3 separate regions of the Sus scrofa genome follow, and all the other regions are linked to region 2. The links are chromatin contacts, called in public Hi-C maps. All regions are on one chromosome and are shown on one strand. Each heading gives the region's core, a stretch centred on a gene start, on an enhancer-like site or on the middle of the called end of the contact. The rest is flanking DNA. Distances are from core to core; before and after follow the strand shown. Region 1 holds the start of PAK4 (serine/threonine-protein kinase PAK 4). Region 2 holds the start of SELENOV (selenoprotein V). Region 3 holds the start of LOC100521972 (zinc finger protein 546).

What was found. Hi-C and Micro-C count contacts between places; a contact is called where the count stands out from the background.
Region 1: a contact with region 2 is called in a Hi-C map of liver, with 4 times the contacts expected there. The contact joins the promoter of PAK4 here to the promoter of SELENOV in region 2. A contact is called at or near these places in 2 of 47 Hi-C or Micro-C datasets (liver and mesenteric adipose tissue).
Region 3: a contact with region 2 is called in a Hi-C map of liver, with 5 times the contacts expected there. The contact joins the promoter of LOC100521972 here to the promoter of SELENOV in region 2. A contact is called at or near these places in 2 of 47 Hi-C or Micro-C datasets (embryonic fibroblasts and liver).

What each region holds. Positions count from the first base shown.
Region 1 is chr6:47,866,929-47,870,912 of Sscrofa11.1, forward strand. It overlaps PAK4 (serine/threonine-protein kinase PAK 4), which reads left to right and starts at 2,676. Exons shown (of 10, transcript XM_005664597.3): 1 at 2,676-2,885.
Region 2 is chr6:48,159,551-48,164,077 of Sscrofa11.1, forward strand. SELENOV (selenoprotein V) reads left to right here and starts at 2,878. Exons shown (of 6, transcript NM_001166045.1): 1 at 2,878-3,714. The coding sequence starts at 2,918.
Region 3 is chr6:48,416,909-48,420,954 of Sscrofa11.1, forward strand. It overlaps LOC100521972 (zinc finger protein 546), which reads left to right and starts at 1,809. Exons shown (of 5, transcript XM_021094380.1): 1 at 1,809-1,914; 2 at 2,266-2,565. The coding sequence starts at 2,557.

The DNA of each region.
Region 1 (3,984 bases), core at 1,426-3,925, 290 kb before region 2:
TGCACCTGGCCATTCTCCCTCACCTGAATAAAGTGCTGTCATCTCAGTTACTAGATTTGCTTTTTTGAAAACAGAGACTTGGTAAGACATAAAGACTTCAAAAGAACAGAAAAGCAAGAATGTTTAATGCTGGAGCGAGGATACATTAAAGGGCATATTCCCTCCACGCAGGCAGGAGTCTGATCCGAATCCCTGCAGCGCAATTTGGCAATGTGTGTCCCAGGCCATGGGGAGGCAGCAGAGGGCAGTTAGCGAGCGCCATGCCTGGGCGTCAAAGCGGGGGATGAGTCCAGTGTGTGATTTTAAGCAAATGAAGTTACTTCTGTAAGCCTCAGTTTCCTCCTCTGCAAAGCAGGAATAACCACAGCCCCTGCTGTTTAACTTACCCGGCTTAGCACCATGCATCGGTGCATAGAAATGTTTGAAGCCTGGGAATCGTTACTATTATTAAAGCTTAAAGACGTACATTTCCTTTGACCCAGCTGTACCATTTGTGATAATCTGTTCAAAGGAAATAATTAGAGATGTGCACAAATATTTAGCCACTTGGATAGGGGTGTATGTGACTCATTTATAACAGCAAAATATTTATCAGCGTTTGGATGTGCAGCAAGAAAGAATGGTTCAAACACATTGCTGTTCACTGGTAGAATGGCATCTTATGCAGCCATTAAAATGAATGTTCTTGGAGAATATTTAACGATACGGAAAGATACTGGTGATATTTATAATCTTGTGTTTAAAAGATACAAAATTCCTTATAAATGTGTGTTTCCAATACCAGTTTTTTAAAAAAAACTTAGATAAAGTTCCTGATGTGGCTCAACAAGATCTGGTGGCATTTCTGGAGCCTGGGACACAGGTTGGATCCCAGGTCCAGCACAGTGGGTTAAGAGTCTGGCATTGCCGCAGCTATGGCCTAGGCAACTGAGGCTGGGATCTGATCCCCAGCTCAGAGACTACTTATGCCTTGGATATGCCAAAACAGGGAGAAAAAAACCAAAACCAAACAAACAAAAAACAGTAGATAAAGGTATAGGTTTAAAAAAAAAAACTCATTGGAGTTCCCACTATGGCACAAAGGGATCATGGGCATCTTGGGAGCACTTAGACACAGGTTTGATCCCCGGCATCGTGGGTTAAGGAGCCGATGTTGCTGTGACTCAGATTTGATCCCTGGCCCTGGAACTCCAGAACTCCATATGCCACTGGGTGGCCAAAACAAACAAACAAACAAAAAAACAAAAAAACCTCATTACACAGTCACTCATTCATTGCTGCTACAGATGTTAATTAAATGCCCACCATGCGCTAGACACTGTGCTAGGGCAGGGAAGATGCACTAAACATTTAAGAGTATCTCTGAAAAAGTGGCTTTACACCTCATCCAACCATCCATTCAACAAATGGGCAGCCCACAGTGAACAAAACAGACAAAAATCCATGCTCTCATGGAGCTGACATTCCAGCAGGAGAAAAACAATAACTATGATTAGCTAATCATCTAGCCTGTTAGAACGTGATAAGAGGAACAAAAAATAAGAAAAAGCAGAGAAGGTAAGTGGTTTAGTAGCATGTGAGAGGGACTTTGGCTGCTTTAGTCAGGGTGGGCAGGAACAGTCCCACTGATAAGGTGACATTTGAGTAAAACCCTGAAGAAGAGAAGGGACGGAGCCATGAAGGTACCAGGGGGGAGAGTCTATGCCCAACAAAAGGAATAGTCAATGCAATGACCTTGAGGTAGATGAGTACTTGATTTTTTTTTAGCAAAGTGGCTGGAGACCAGTGAGTGAAATCCAGGAAAAAAATGTTTAGTTTACGGGGGTTTCCCATCCTCCTCCCCCTCCTTTTTTTTTTTTTTTTTTTTAAACAAATCAATTACTTCTTTTTTTTTTTTTTTTTTCGTCTTTTTGCCATTTCTAGGGCCCCTCCGCGGCATATGGAGGTTCCCAGGCTAGGAGTCGAATCGAAGCTGTAGATGCCGCCCTACTAGAGTCACAGCAACGTGGGATCCGAACAGCAACTGTAACCTACAGCACAGCTCACAGCAAGGCCAGATACTTAACCCACTGAGCAAGGCCAGAGATCGAACCCGCAACCTCAGGGTTCCTAATCGGATTCGTTAACCACTGAGCCACGACGGGAACTCCAACAAATCAAATAAATACTTTTGAAAAAACTTATTAAAAAGATTAAGATCAATCAGTGTCCTGGTTCCAGGTCAAGTTCCCGGACTCAGACAGACAAAGGTCGTCCAAACTCACTATTTATTGACTATGATCCCAACTGAGCTAGTTCGCCCCGCTGAACCTCAGTTTTTAATCTGTAAAACGGATATTAATAACAGGGTTGTGACGAGTATTCAGCAAGATAATGCAAGTAAAGCACTTGACGGGGTGTCTGGCACATAGTAAAAGTTCAAAAGCTGTTTCTGGCCATAATCACCCATGCCTGCCTTCTACCCCCCATGACTGCTTTTGAGAGAAGGTGGGAAGGACTGTTGCAGGCGCCTAACCATTTTCCCCTTTAAGAATCTCAGCCGGCTGGAGCCAGCCTCCCCGCACCCTTTCCAAATTTTCCAATCCCGGCTTGGCATTTTCCTCCCTAAGGTTTCCGATTGGACGATCTTCACCAATCAGAGGCTGGAGCGGACCCTGCCGGGCACCCAGCTCCGCCCCTGAGCCGGCCCTGCCCCGGGCCGGTCAGCCCCGTTGCTATGGGGACTGGTGGGCGGCGAGGGGGGAAAGCCCCGGATGTTCGTTGGGGATTCAACATGGCGGCAGCAGTGGCCGTGGTGGCGGCGGCGCAAGAGAGCTGAGGGCGGCGTGAGCGCGCCAAGTTCCGGGCCGAGCAGCTAGGCCGCGAGCGACTGCGGTGCCGAGCCGGTAGGATAAGCGATCTGGCCAGGCGACGTGGGGGGGGTCCGGCGATGGCGGTGGGAGAGCGTTTACGGGAATAGGGGGCGGGGCCGCTGGGGTCAAAGTTGACTCGCGAAGGAAAGGGTCGCGTCGTGGGTGGGTCGCGGGTCTACGTTGAACAGGGGGGAGGTGTAGAGTAGGTCAGAGGTCGTGGTAGCAAAGGGGGCGTGGCGAAGGGGTGCAAAATTGGAAATTTGAAGTAGGAGCGTGTTGGAGGGGCAGGGGGGCGAATGTCTAAAAAAATGGGGGTCAATTTGAAGGGAGGATGTGCCTGCGAGGGTCTGAGAGTTGGAGGTTTAGGGCAGCAGCTAGTGGAGCAAATGAATGAGATTTAGGTTGGGGGACATCTGTATGGGATCAAAAGTGGGGCCTGACCAAAGGGGGCAAAGATCAGAACCTGGTGGCCCGACAGGTGATGTTCTCAGGGGTCAGAAGTTAAAACCCAGGTGGGACGTGTTGCTGAAGAGGAGGGGTAGGACATTCAAGAACAAGGTCAAGGGTGCTTCCTGCGGGGGCGGGGGGGGGCGGGGGAGGGGAAGAGGAGAAAGCCCTCCTCCCACAGATGATGAAAATAAGAGCAAACACTCCTAGAGCACTTACTGTGTGTCAGGCTCTGTTCTAAATGCTTTACATTACCTTTGATCGTGAACACAACCTTATGGGCTTGGTGCCATTATTAAGAGGTTAAGTGATTTGCCCAGGGTCTTCTCATGAGTAAGTGGTGCAGCTCAGATTTGAACTCGGGGTTCAGAGTTGTAGGCTCCGCAGGCTCTCAGATTCTCATGATGTTGGTTGATGCTTAATGAGAGTTAACATTGTACTCAGCGCCCTGTGTGCCCGGACTTATACCATAATCTTGTGAAGTGGGTACCAGATGGACCCACTTTACAGACAGACAAAGTGAGGCTCAAAGAGTTTCTACTGAGTGACAGAAGCAGATTCCAAGCTGAATCTTGAATGACCCCAGAGCTCCTGGCCCTAGTCACCACATCGTAGCTTGCTGAAGGTCTGTTCCTGGAAGCAGGGGGCTGGGCTGGGCAGGGCTGTCTCTTTGGCCTCCATGGAG
Region 2 (4,527 bases), core at 1,628-4,127:
GGCATCCTTATGGTCCTAGTCGGGTTCATTTCCTTTGCTCTGCAACAAGACCTCCACAAAGAGGTTTTTTATTTATTTATTTTTAAAATTTAATTTTTATTTTTTAATTAAAATTTTTTTTGCAAAGAGTTTTTTTTTTTTTTTTTTTTTTTAACAAAAAACAGGAGTTCCCATCGTGGCTCAGTGGTTAATGAATCCGACTAGGAACTATAAGGTTGCGGGTTCGATTCCTGGCCTTGCTCAGTGGGTTAAGGATCTGGCGTTGCCGTGAGCTGTGGTGTAGATTGCAGACGCGGCTCGGATCCTGCGTTGCTGTGGCTGTGGTGTAGGCCAGCGGCTATGGCTCCGATTAAACCCCTAGCCTGGGAACCTCCATATGCCGCGGAAGCGGCCCTAGAAAAGGCAAAAAGACAAAAAAAACAAAAAACAAAAACTAATTCTCTTTTGAGCATGCAGGGCTCTTGAAGCAAGCTTACAACTCTTAAAAAGCATTTATTTTTTGGCCACGCTTATGGCATGGAGAAGTTCCTGGGGCCAGGGATTGAACCTCCACCACGGCAGCGATGATGCCAGATCCTTAACCTGCCGAGCCATCAGGGAACTCCAGTACAAAGTTTTTTATAACAGAGGCTAGGGCTGGCATATAACAGATGCTCAGTAAATCTTAGTTCTCGATATTATGCTGTAAGAGGAAAGCCCATTTCAAGTTCATTTCGCAGAGGAGCAAACTGAAGCCCAGAGAGGAGCAGAGGCTTGCCTAGAGTCACACAGAATTCAGTGCCTTTCTTTTTTTTCTCTTTTCTTTTTCCTTTTTTGACTGCACCTGTGGCATATGGAAGTTCCCAGGCCTGGGACTGAATCTGAGCTACATCTATAGCAAAATGTGGATGGACCTGGCAGTGCCATGGAAATTAGCTGGGTCAGTAATCCACTGTGCCACAGGGGGAACTCCTCAGTGTCTTTCTTCTTTCCTTCCCTCCCTCCTTTTCTCTTCTTTCCCCTCCTTTCCTCCTTTCTCCCTTTCTTTTTTTTTTTTTTTTCCTTTGTCTTTTGTCTTGTTCGGGCCCTATCTGCGGCATATGGAGGTTCCCAGTCTAATTGGAGCTACAGCTGTCGGCCTACGCCACAGCCACAGCAACGCCAGATTCGAGCTGAATCTGCAACCTACACCACAGCTCATGGCAGTGCCAGATCCTTAATCCACTGAGCGAGGCCAGGGATCGAACCCGCAACCTCATGGTTCCTAGTCGGATTTGTTTCCCCTGAGCCAGGATGGGAACTCTCTTTCTCTCTTTCTTTTCTCTTTTTTGGCTGCCTTGAAGCATGTAGAGTTTCCAGGCCAGATCTGATCCCAGGATCAGATCCCAGCCGCAGCTGTGATTTACATAGAAGCTGTAGCAACGCTGGATCCTGTAACCCACTGTGCTGGGCCAGGGATGGAACCTGTGTCCTGGTGCTGCAGAGACACTGTTGCGCCACAGCAGAAACTCCCAGGGTCTTTCTTGGTCCTGGTTTTTTGGACCCAGGCCCAAGGGTTAACATAGGAGGGGCTCTTGGGTGTTGAGAAGCACAGTGGGCGGTATTTCTCTGCTCGAACCCCTTCCACGAATCTGCATCAGGTCTGTACTGACCTAATAGTATTGGACCATTTGGTTTTGACAATGTACTGTGGTTACATAAGATGTTTTGTTATGTAAGCAGGCAACCGTTGGTGAGTGACCCTTGGCGTTCCTGCTCTGCCATTGGTTGGCATTGCAGTGGGCCCTTCCCCAAACAAGCCACTGTGAGTGACCACTGGCCCCTCCCCTTCCTCTGTATAAACGGAGCATGAATTCAGATTGAGAAGATAGGTTTTTTGGAGACACTAGTCTGCCATCTTCTCGGTCTGTTAGCTTTCCCATTGAAGTCGTTATTCCTTGCCCCAACAATTTATCTCTGGGTTTTTGGCCTGTAGAGTTTCCAGCAGAACGAACTTGGGTTTGGTGTCAGTTACTGGGGAAAGCAGAGTGAAAGTTACACAGGAATTCTCTGTATGGCTTTCCCAACTTCTCATTTTAAAACTGTTTCAAAATAAAAATATATTTATATTTATCGAGTGCCTACTGTGTGCCAGGACTGGTTCTAGGAGCTGGGGATTCAGCAGTGAACCAGACAAGTTCTCACCCTGGAGGAACCCACAGTGTGTTAGAGCCCTTGGCGGAGTGGTTCTGTGCCAGGAACCCGGAGCCTGAGAGCCGGGATCTAAATCCTGGTTCTGCCACTTGCTGGCTGTGGGCACATGTGTAGCACTTAGCACTCTATGAGTGTAAAATGTGTGAGTATTATTTTCTTTGGGTCTCTCGGTTGTCCCTTCCTCTAGGAAGCCCTCTCTGATTGCCCCAGACTGGTTCTGATGCCTCTTCTGGGATCCCACAAGTCCCTGTGCTTCCTCACCCGTCTCTAATCCCTTTGCTTGGGCCTCCTCCACCCTGGCCTTGACCTTACTGGGCCGTCATTGTTTGGTAATGGCTAGATCTCCCCTACCTGGCAGGGAGCCTGATCACTGGACCTGAGCTTTCCTGCCTGCTGTGTCCCCGGAATCACCCAGCATAGGACTGTGCACACAGCAGCCACTCAAACATATAGTGAACGCATGAAGGTTAGGGACATTGGCAGTCTGTGTGTTCTCCACCCTGGAGGTGGGGATTCCAGAGATGGGAATTACTGGCGAGATCCCCGTGATCTCAGCCCCATCCCCCCCCTCCATCCCCTGCTCAGGTTGATAGAACCTGCCTGCCGCATGGAACCCGGTGTAACAGCGCCCCATTGTGGTCGCCTCCCATTTCAGAATCCTGTGCAGATGAGGCCCCCGCGGCCCAAGGCAGGGGGGTCAGGCGGGATCCCAACCCGGGTTACCTGGGGTCCGACCCTGGCCCCCATGAATAACCCGGCACGGGCCCCAGCCCCCTCCCCTGTCCGGCCCTCGGCCTCGCTGCGACCCTTGGCCTCAGTCCGGGCCTCGACTCCGGCCAGGGGTTCGACCCTGGCCAGGACCTCCCTCCTGGTCCGGACTCCCAATCTGGTCCCGGCCTCGGGTCCGGGTCCGATCCGGACCCCGACTCCAGTACGGACGCCAACTCCTGTCCGGACCCCGACCCCTGTTCGGACCCTGACCCCCGTCCGGACGCCAACTCCGGTCCGGACCCCAACACCGGTTCGGACCCCGACTCCGGTCCGGACCCCAACGCCGGTTCGGACCCCGACTCCGGTCCAGGTGCCGACCCCGGTCCGGGTGCCGACCACGGTCGGGATCCCAACGCCGACCCTATCTCAGGTCCTGGTCCCTGCTTTGGAATCCCTCCCGAACCCAGCCCTGCCTTCTTTGGATCCGCCCCTGGAACCTGATCCCGAACTCACTTTGTCGCCTGATGAGGATCCTACGCCAACCCCGAGGGCGAAGCACCTCCCACTGGTCGCCAATGGATTCGTTCCCGTCCAGGAGCCCCTTCCTGCGCTTTCTCCGTTGGCCACTAATTTACTGGAGTCCACGCCGGGGGCTGGGACCGACTCATCCACCACCAAGCTGACAGATTCCACTTCTGGACATGTCCCAGGGACGCCCATCCTGGCGACCATCCCATTGGCCGTCGCCTTACCGGTTTCTACGAACGCATTGGCCTCCACCAGCGAGAACATCCAAGTGGACAACAAGATCCTGATTCGAGTCGTCTACTGGTGAGGGGCTGTCCCCGCCCACGCCCGCTTCCTCCCTTGGGGACAGGGCTGCGGGGGCGGGGGCGGGGGTGGGGTAGCTCCACCTGCCACTCACTCTCCTTGGACCAGAGAGCTCTGGATTCAGTCATCCACTCTCTTGCTGGGACTGGAGTGTGAGCAGAGCCTCCCTACGAGGACAAGGGGTCAACTCCAGAGACTGAGTGTCCGGGACAGCCTTCCCCACCCCCAGGTGGCGCTTCTGCCGCTAAGTCTCAGTGAGGAGGCTACTTAGTGGTGTGGGGAGGGTGGGGAGGAGTAGGGGAGTCAAAATTGGGGGTGGGGGGGGGAACAGTGCTGTGCAGAGGCTGAAGGAGGGTGACTTTAGTCCTCGGTATGTGGGGTCCTAGAGTTGAACCTTTGTGTCAACAACAGCAACCCCAGGGGCCAGCCTTGACCTCCCAGAGAGCAGGGCTGAAAGTGGCTGGGAGGGGGCCCTGCCTTCCCCTCCAGTCCCAGTTCTCTCCTGTTCTCTGCCTCTCTCTAACTCACTCTTTTCCTTCCCCCACCGTGTGTGTGTCTCTTTCTTCTTCTCCCTGATTCCTCATCTCCCTCCTCTTTCTCTTCTTTTCTTTTTCTTTTTTCTTTTTGCTTTGTGTCTTTTTAGGGCCGCACCCACAGCATATGGAGGTTCCCAGGCTAGGGGTCTAATCAGAGCTGTAGCTGCTGGCCTACACCACAGCCTCAGCAACATCAGATCTGAGCCACATCTGTGACCCATACCACAGCTCACGGCAACGCCGGATCCTTAACCCACTGAGCAAGGCCAGGGATCGA
Region 3 (4,046 bases), core at 559-3,058, 260 kb after region 2:
AGATGCTGAACCCAGAGCCCCGCAAGGGAGGGCCAGGCCTCTCCCCAGAGGTGACCTCAGTGGCCCAGCACTTGCTGATTTTATTTGTATGTCGATCCAGATGAATAATAGTTGTATGTACATCTAGTTTCAACCCACCATCACAAGACTCATTCCAGTTTTCTCCTTTTCCATATCTGCAATTTCTCAGACAGCGAGAAGCCTGGCTGCTCCCATTGCACTTGATATTTTTACTTTTTGATCAGCACCCCCATCCCAGCCTCCATCACATGTAACAAACTCCTATCACTGCTGCAATGGCCTTTCCCACACAGATGCTCTCCCCATACCACTTGGGTTCTGACATCCACTCTCCTATTCAACCAATATCAGCGTCTCCAACACCCCCACTTGGGCTCCACAGGTAGCCACAGCCTTCCTCACCCAGCCTGAGCTCTGAAGTCCCCTGTAGGGCATTCCTCCAGTGTGGATGCCCTCCTTATGCTGCTGCTCAGGTTAACACTCCCATACCAGAGGGTGTAACCATTTGCATTACCCCTAATAAGCCCTTCAGTCAGCACCTAGCTACTCCCTGCCTCAACACCCTCCTCACCCTGCTCTGGCGCCAAGACCCGCTCTAAAGCCCATCCTATGGCTTTAGGGCTGAACTGCTCACAAAGGGAAGGGAAGAGAAAGGGACAAATGTGTTAGCATCAGACTCTAACTGCCCACTCATGATTCTATGGCACAGTGCCTTTCTAGGCATAAAGCTATCTCCTCAGTCTGAGATTCTCAAATTTATCTGCCAGACACTCCTAACAGCACAGAAGGGTAGAAAGAATTCCCTCAAATTTTAAAAAAGTTCCCATGTTATGATGGAGCATGAAAATGTGAGAAACGGGATGTATATATGTACGTGTGACTGGGTCACCTCGGTGTACAGTAGAAAATTGACAGAACACTGTAAACTGGCTATGATGAAAAGATAATAATTTTTAAAAATTTGTAGAAGTTCCCACAGTTTGTGTTTTTGTCTATGAAAAAACTTCATGTGATTCTATACAAAAAGGCAAAATTATTCGACAGATAAATCGCAAATCTTTGCTCCAAATCTTGAAATAACAGCTGATGCTGCAAGAAGATGCAACATATTGTCTTTATAATCTGTCTGTGGCTGCACACGGTCACACACACCCAGTCAGCACATATGTAGATCACACACCCACGTTTCACATAGCCCCGCTTGCACCCGCCACTCAACTGCCGCAGTCACACAGCGCCCCGCACACCCAGCCCCTCACACACACACACACACACACACACACACACACACACACACATCACCCGGTCACAGCCCCGCACGCCCACAGTCCCCGCCGCGCCACTCCCCGCCATGCTCAGGTACGAATCACCCTCGAATGCCGCTTCAGGCGCACACCGTCCCTTCCCCAAAGAGTTACATGCAGGGACACAGCTCACTCTCAGCCAGACGCGCAGTAGGTGCCGAAGCCCTCACAGCGGGGCACACACACACACACACAGGCTCACGAAGCCAGGTACGATGGGCCACACACCTGTGCACCAGGCGCCCAGACTACCTCAGGGAAGAAACCGACAGAATCCGTCCCTACGCGCTTGGCCTCAGGGCTGCACCCACGGCTGCACTCGGCGGCGCAGCACTCTGAGGGTCCCGAGAGGCTCGCACCTGCCGGACCGCTCCCGTCGGGAGGTCGCTCGGCTTACAACGCTGGTCAGCGGTCTCCGCGGGGCGACCAGAGACGCCAGATCCGCGCGGCGCACATACGCCTGCGCACTCAAAGCCCGAGCACATCGCCTTCCGGCTGTGGACTACATTTCCCAGAAGCCCCAGGGGAGGCGTAAACTTGGACCCTGAGGGCCCTCAACCGGGCGTTCTGGGTGGCTCAGCCACCGCAGGTGAGTTAATGGAATCCTGGGGAGAAGTGGGAGCCAGGCGAGGCGGAGCGGGACTCACCTGGGGTAGGGGTGGGAGTGGAGCTGCCCCCAAAGTGTGGAGCCCCGGGCCCATTGTGTTTGCAGCCTCGGGCCTGTGGGGGCTGGAGGAGCAGAGGAGGATCGTGTGTCTGAGTGTGATAGGCTGTGTGTAGTGCGTGTGTGTGTTTGCGCGCGCCTGCACACCCACACTTAGCAGGACCGAATCGGGGCTCCTGTCGGCGTGCGCGGTTGTCAGTCTGATACTGGTGCTTGCCTCAGTGGTGAGCGTCACGGACCCACACTCCTGCTGCTTTCCCCACCCTCCCCTCACAGCCCTGGGTGTCGGCACAGAGCTGTCCTCAAGAGGAAAGTCCAATAAGATGAAGGCCCTAGGAGGAAGTTTCCCAGCAAGAAGGCACAGTCCTGGACAAAGGATGGGGCTATTGAAGCTAGAATTGTCTCGGAGACAGATTCCTGGGATGAAATGATGGGAAGCGTTCCTACTTCAGGCGCTGCGGTTGCTGCTACATTTTTCAGGAACCGCAGCATTCCCATACCTCGGATTCTAGGAAGCTGCTGTGATTTCAAAGACAAGTTCCAGCCTCCTTCTCCCATCCGGTCCGTATGTGTGAGGTGAGTGCTGATGTGGCCCTAGAGGGTCCCTTCTCTGTCTCAGCTCTAAGAAAGGCCTGGTGTCTCCCGATTTCCTTCTTATCCAGTTCTGCCATTCTTCACAAGGGGATCCTGGGGAGAAAGGGAAAATTGTTGCACATTGAAAGTACAGATCAGGTGAGTTTCTACTTCCTCTTTGTTCATAAATGCATTTTTGCTTTTAGTACATGGAAATATTTGCATTTTTTTCTGAAGTGTCCAGTGCCATGGGTGTGCTCTTAAAAAAGAAAAAAGAAGAAAGAAAGGTTGTCAAAAGAAAAATGAACAATATGAGTAAAGAAATAGTCATTGTGATGAACAATAATGCTCAAATTTTATGAGTGCCATTTATTATTATTGAGATTCAGAGACATTTTACAAGGGTTATATCCAGTGATATATATATTTTTTGTGGCCGATCCCACAGCATATGGAAGTTCCTGGGCCAGGGACTGAATCCCAGCTGCAACTGGCACCACTGCCACACCTCTGGCAATGCAGGATCCCTTAACTCACTGTGCTGGGCTGAGGAGGGAACCTGTGCGCCAACGCAGCGACCCGAGTTGCTGCAGTTTGATTCTTAACCCACTGCACCACAGCGGAAACTCCCAAAGCAGTATTTCAATAGATTATTCAGTGGAGAAAGAGAACCAAAACCTGTTCTGTTTTGCCCATATTTTCTTATTTAGTCTACACACTCCCCTCACCTGACATGTCCATTCAGGGAAGAACTTGTCAGTAAAAAGATCTTATTGTAATGAAGAATGTTCAAGAATTGGTAGGCTTTATTTAAAATGGTCACACTGATTCCCTTACTATTCCCACACATGTCAAACAGAATTGCTTCTAAGATTTAAAAAAAAATTGGGTATAGATTGTATACATAAGATTATGGAATTAATGCTTGCTTTTTGAAAAAAACAATCAGTTATTCAGTTATATTACATGAGAGACTTATATGAGATTGATGCACTGCCCACTGTGCTAAGAAGGTCATGAGGGACTTATAAAAAAGAAAGTTAAAATAGCATCACCAGTAATATTTGGGGAGGTTTATTTTAGCACATTTTTCTGCACCTGTATATGTGTGGTGTGTATGTGTTTGTGTGCAGAATAGAAACTGTTCTACTTGAGCACTCAAAGGACATAGACTCAACTCCCATTAGAAAACGTTAACTCTATGAATCCAAACCATAGGTTTCTTTTACCTCCATGAATATGGAAGAAGAGGAAAGTGCCAGTGACCCCCTCTAGAGTGATAAACTTTCCAAGTACTTACAGCACCAAATTCCCACAGTTTAGTGTTACCTAAATTAATTAAGAGCAATTCAGATAGCACAATTTATCAAATAAGGTAGCCCTTCAGGATACTTTTTTTTAGATTTTTAAGTTTGTTTTCACAGGACATGGCAATCACTTTTCCTGTCCAAGAATCTTTTAATGCAAATAACATTTTGGAAGAC